2 separate regions of the Pan troglodytes genome follow, and region 2 is linked to region 1. Evidence: chromatin contacts called from public HiChIP or PLAC-seq data. All regions are on one chromosome and are shown on one strand. Each heading gives the region's core, a stretch centred on a gene start, on an enhancer-like site or on the middle of the called end of the contact. The rest is flanking DNA. Distances are from core to core; before and after follow the strand shown. Region 1 holds the start of RMND5A (required for meiotic nuclear division 5 homolog A). Region 2 holds the start of KDM3A (lysine demethylase 3A).

Region 1 (2,865 bases), core at 192-2,691:
TTAAAAGTACCTGTCCTCAGGGCTTCGGGCAATAAAAAAAAAAAATCTAGGTGAAACACCTTCTATAGGAAAATTTATTTTTTTTGAAAGAACTTAACCAGGCAAAGCAAGTAACTAGCAACATGTGCACAATTTACTTGGGCAAATGTCGCCCGTTCCTCCTCGGTGTCATCAGAAGGTACACTAGGAGAACAGAAGGGTTGAATTGAGCTGGTTTCCAAGGAACCATGTCAGAGCCGCTACGGAGTTAAGAGCTGCGTCCACACAGCAGCCAAATCATGAAGTTGCAGGAGCGGCTGTTGTTAACCCACAGCTAAGAATAACGCTCGACTTTCCAAAATAAAACGAAGAAACGAAGTCCCCTGGCCAAGGATTCGGGGCGGCACAGAGGGGAAAGGGAGCTTCCTGCACTGCCCTCATCACTCAGAGCCTGGGGTCCCAGGCGATTCACTCACCGCCCGCAGAACAGCGCCGCGGGCACCACGTGAGACTCCCGGGGCCGGCTGGGGGCGGGGGACGAGGGGCGCCCACTCGGGGGTCGGCAGTTTGCAGGTGCGGTGGGCGGCCCCCTCACCCACGTTTATCCGGACTGGAGCCCGCGGCTCCCGGCTGGGTTTCCGGGTGGTTCGCGCTCCTTCTGAATTGGCAGCGAGGTCGCGGCAGGTTCGAGGTAAAATCGGACGAAGAGGAGAAAAAGTCTCAGGGGTCTGGGGGCCTCCGCGCCTCAGGGGAGGCAAGGGCCGGGCCAGAGGCGCGAGGGTGGGTGAGGGATTCCCGCCGCAGGGCCGGGACCGGGGCTCGGGCAGTGGGCCCTGCCCCGCGCGCCCACGCGGGCCGCCCTACCGTGGCTCTGCAGGATCTCGTGCTTGAGGCCGCCGGTGTAGTCGATGAGCTCCTCCAGGCCGCGCTCGCACAGCTGCCCGTAGCCCGAGAACTTGTGCAGCACCTTCTCCAGCTCGCGCTCCACCGTCACGCACTGATCCATGCCGGAGGCGGCGGCGCTCGGCTCCTCGGCGCCCAGGTGTCCGCAGCCGTTCGGCCCGGGCCCCGCCGAGGCCGCGTCCTGCTCCTCGTTCCCCAAGCGGGCGGCGCGGGAGGCTGAGGCGGCCGAGGCGGCGGGCGCACTAGCCGCGGCGCCGGGGGAGCCCCGCGCAGCCGGAGCCCGCCTGCCCCATGGCGCCCTAGCCCCCTGGCGCGTCGCCGCTGCTCCCGTTCGCTCGCTGCACTCGGCCCCGCGTCCCCAGGCCCCGCTCGCGACGTTCGGGTGCCTGCGACGGCGCGGCCGATTGTTTTTGTTTTCACGGGAAGCGACCGATGACCTGGTTCTCCCGGGCGGCACCAAGCGCCGCCGACTGGGGGGAGGGGGATGGCCACCCGGGCGAGGAAAGGAGGCGGCGCGGGCCGTACCAAGTACACCCTCGGGGTGGGGGGTGCGACCCGGCGAGAACGGGCGGAGGAACGCGACGGGCGCCCACACGCGCCGCCACTCTAATGGTGTGGGCCGTACCACACGGAAGGCGTGCGAGGGAGAGGGCGAGGGTGGAGCGAGGCCCCAATTGGCCTGAGTAGCTAAATAGGGAACTTTGGAGACAGCCCCAGCGCTCGGAGAGCGCTACAACTACGCGCTCCATAAACAAGGAGGCGGAAACCGGCCCTCACCACTCCGCCCAGAAGCGGGGAACCCCAACCAATGGGCGCGGGGAGTCGTAAGAAGCCAATCCCTGGCCGAGGCGTAAGCCTTCAGCCAATCCGGGCTGAGGGGCCAAACCAACGGGCTCGCTGTTGGAGGGGGTGACTTGGAGAGCGTACCGAGAAACGAGTAGTTTATGGAAAGCCTTGGGGGAAAACTAGACAAAAATACAAAGGGCTGTTTTCCATAGGACGTCGCCCTGACCCCAATTTATTTCGTCTCCTCATCGATCTTAAGGGAAAGGGGTACCGTCATTCCGAACTTTTGGGCGACGGATCCATCTCCCGGGATGAAAAACCAAGCCAGGCCGCCCGGGGGCTGGTGCTGCGTCGGCGGGGGGTCCCTAATGGGAATTAAAGGCGGGGGTGATTGGGCCCGGGTGAGGGGAGCCGCTTGCTGCTCGCGAAAGCCCCGCGCCGGCTGTCAGCGCTGCCCCGGGCTTGCGACACCCAGGAGGTCATGTCCCCATCCCCCGCGGGCCCTGGCCCTTTGGCCCCTTGGCCTGGAACCTCTCCTGACGGTGGCCTCGCCCCAGAGCCATGTGCCGGGCAGCTTAGCAGGGTGGAAAGAACACGCGCTGGAGAGCCGGGCAGCCTGGCCCTTGCTCCCTAGGAAGCCTTATGCTATCGGATCGGATCGGCTTTACCCCCTCGGGTAAATCCTTCCCATCGCTTGCTATGGAGTCTCCAGCCTTGGCCTAGACCTCCTTGATCAGCATCGGCTGCACTACCTTTGCATTTCTTCAGGAGCCCAGCTAGTTCGTGCCTCAGGGCCTCTGCACTTGCCCTTTCCTTGGCCCAGAAAACTCTTCTCCTACCTTTTTCATCCTGAAGTTCTTCTCAGCTCACTTGTCCCCTTACAGGGTCCTCCCCTGGCTGACCACACTAATGTACTTCCTCCCCACCGTTAATACCATAACACATTTTATTATTTCCACACCACTTAAACTCTGAAATGATCTGATGTTTTATTTTTCTGTCTGCACCACTTACATAAAACCATGAAGGCAGGCCCCCTGCTTGTCTAAATTTTTTGCCTAGAACAGCCCCTGGCGTGAGGTGGTAGGCAATTCTTTTTCTTAAATTAACGTGATAACGTTTTTGAGCCTTAACTTCCGTATAACTGAGAAATAATTGGAATTAATACTTAACTAAATTGTTAGATAAAGGAGAATA
Region 2 (2,865 bases), core at 160-2,659, 270 kb after region 1:
ACCTAACGCTAACAAAAATACTCCTCCTCCTCTGCAGTAAAGATGAGACAGTCCTAGTGGGACACAGCACCGGCATTAATGAAGCGTGTCTGAACAACCCTAAGCCCATTATTAAAGCCAGGCAGCCAGGAGCTGTGGGCCAAACACAACTCGGCTCTGTACAACCATTCCAAAGACTTTCAAGATCTAGCTTCCTGCACCTTCAGATCATATGCCAACTTTCTGGTCTCCGTTTTCAGAAAACGGAAGGAGGGAACCGATGGTCGCGTTACCACGGTAACTGCGAAACGTCCGGTGGCAGAGGCCCGGAGCCGCCTGTACCTTCAGATCCTTCTTGGTAACGTCGGTGTGGGAGACAGCTCGAATGGTCCCGGAGAGCCAGGGCCACTCGGCGACGCGCTCCACGTCCCAACTGTCGTGGCTGCCATCGCTGCCGTCGGCTGCGGACAGACTGAGAAACCTCTTCCCCACCAATACCGGCCAACTTTCTCCGAGCGTGAGCACCATGGTTTCCACGCCTGCAGGAAGAGCTCCTCCCTGCAAAAACACAAAAACAAAATGCGACGGGGGCGGCCGGTGGGAGGGGGCCGGGCGGAGACAGCAGAGAGAGCGGGCGGAGGGCGCCGAACCCGCGCGAGGACGCGGCCCCGGGCGGACCCGCACCGAGCCCCCCTCCTGCGCGCCCCCGCCCCCCGGCGCCCTCCCCCGCCACACACCCGGGTCCCAGCGCCGCGTGACCCTCGCTCTCCCAAGTTTGGCTTTTCTAACAGCTCAAACGCAACCGCAGAGGGAGTGAGGGAAAAATTATCTGCGGCTCGAGTGGATTTGAAAGTGCTCAGCCCCCAGCCCCGAAAAGAAAAGGCCCCTGGTGCAGAGAGCCGGTCCCGGGCGGCCCCGCGGGGGAGGGTGGGCGAGCCCGCGATTCCGCACTTGCCCCGCCGCCCCGCCCCGGCGCCCAGCTCCCCGGCCCCGAACCCCGGGCGCCCGTCTCCCGGGCCTGCGCCGCTGCCAACGGGCGGCGGGGCCGCGCGCTCGGCGCTTTCACCTTTCTTTCCCCTCTCCCCGCAGCCGAGGCCGCGGCGCTCTTACCCCGCCTCCCGCCTCCCTGAGTCACCGGCGGCAGCCGCCGTTTCCAGCCGCCTAGCCGACTCCAGCGCTGACTTGGTTCAAGAGCTCTCACAAGACACGCACAGCCTCCTGGACCCGCCCCCCTCGGAGCCGCTTCCGCCGCTCATTGGCTGAGACACAGGAGCTGGGCGAGGCTCCGGGGGAAACAGACCATCACCATTGGCCCCCCGGGCGAGGGCGGGGCCAGAGAAAAAAACAATTCCTTGGCTGCCTCCTCCCTTTCCCCTCCCCCTTCCGACTCCCGGGCGACCCCCATTAGGTTAAAGTACACAGAGAATAAGCGAGTGATCCCTCCGCCACAGGCCTATTCTTTCCATTTGTTGCCTCACAATATGCAAAAAAAAGTCCCGCGAAATCGGTTATCAACTTTGGGGCCCGGAGGAAAATTGCTGTGGCGCATAGATAAGACTGAATGGCGAGATCCTGAGCTATAAGTGCCTATTGGATTGTTCTTCAAGTGCGTAGGCTGTCGACCGAAGATGAGCCTTCCACTTGGCGGAAGAATCTCACAGGAAAGGGTGAGGGCGGTGCAGGGTTGGCGGGGGAGGGAAGGGAAGAGAACGTGCGGTTTCAGGCGTACTCAGCTAGAGGGAGGAGCGATAGTGCTCTGGAGGCTCGTGCGCAGGCGCCTCTCCGAGCTTAGGCTGCTGGGCGAAATGGCTGCGGGAGGCGCAGGCGCACGTGGTGTTGATCGTGGAACGTCTAAAGTCCGCCATTTTGAAGGATAAATGAAGAAAGGCGTGGAGTTACTGGATAATGACGTTCATTAAATTTAGAGCAAAAGAGACCTTTAAATACAATGTATAATGAGATTTTTTTTTTCTCCAAAGGGGGATTGAGAAGGTATTCAGAGACTTACAAAGAAATTTAAAGTAGTTGAAGGCCATAATGAATGATGCAAGAGATGAAAGAGAAGGTGACTTTGAAGGACAAAGGAGTTTAGAGGTGATTGTGTGCTCTGGACCTGAAGTATTTTGATTGAATGAAAAAGAAATGGAATGAAGAAATTGAAGATATGTTCATAAAGGCTAGTGTTTGACATTACATCACATTTAATCCTTAAGAAGAACTCATGCCTCCCATTTTACAAGTGTGGAAACGTATAATCAGAGAATGTTTGGAAACATATAAGGGATTATAGATGCAAATCAACTCTGGATGTTGATTTTCAATATACATATTCTGAATGTGATTTTAAGTTTTTAAACTTAGTAACAGAAGAATTAAATTGGCTTTATAATCTGCAGACCATTTAAAGGAAGGGGGCTACTAAATGAGAAGAAAAAACCTATCCAGCTGAACAGAAGGCAGAAATGGGAACGAGATAAGCAAAAGAAACCAGAACATATGGTAAAAATGTTTTTAATGTGAAAAGTCCAAACATCAGTATTTACAATAAATGTAAATGGGTTAATTTCACTCACAAGTTTTAAAAGACAGTTGGGAATAAAAGGACAATCCAGCTGTAAATTGACCGTAAACAAACGCTTACAACACAGGAAGCTTGAAAATACTGGGCTAAAATATTTAATCAAATGGTAGCCAAATGAAAGCAATATAGCAATATTAATACAATTAAAAGTATCAAAAGAGAAAGGATTTTATATTAAAGGATAAAGTCCATGAAGACAGTATGGTCTTCTGAACTGTTATGAATCTAAAAACATGGCCTATCCTAAGGTGACGCTATGAACAATGAGAAATTTTACAAATTTGACAATTTGTTTTCAGAGTAGA

What was found. HiChIP or PLAC-seq counts read pairs in DNA pulled down with a chosen protein or histone mark.
Region 2: an H3K4me3 HiChIP or PLAC-seq map of stem cell-derived excitatory neurons shows a contact between it and region 1, with 2.2 times the contacts expected there. The contact joins the promoter of KDM3A here to the promoter of RMND5A in region 1. A contact is called at or near these places in 1 of 7 Hi-C or Micro-C datasets (stem cell-derived neural progenitor cells) and 1 of 1 datasets of contacts at active chromatin or transcription factors (stem cell-derived excitatory neurons).

What each region holds. Positions count from the first base shown.
Region 1 is chr12:36,035,200-36,038,064 of NHGRI_mPanTro3-v2.0_pri, forward strand. It overlaps RMND5A (required for meiotic nuclear division 5 homolog A), which reads right to left and starts at 1,442. Exons shown (of 9, transcript XM_016948908.4): 1 at 844-1,442. The coding sequence starts at 985.
Region 2 is chr12:36,308,030-36,310,894 of NHGRI_mPanTro3-v2.0_pri, forward strand. It overlaps KDM3A (lysine demethylase 3A), which reads right to left and starts at 1,410. Exons shown (of 26, transcript XM_525805.8): 1 at 1,090-1,410; 2 at 322-537. The coding sequence starts at 507. LOC134807803 (a long non-coding RNA gene) reads left to right here and starts at 1,308. Exons shown (of 2, transcript XR_010149077.1): 1 at 1,308-1,646; 2 at 1,959-2,865.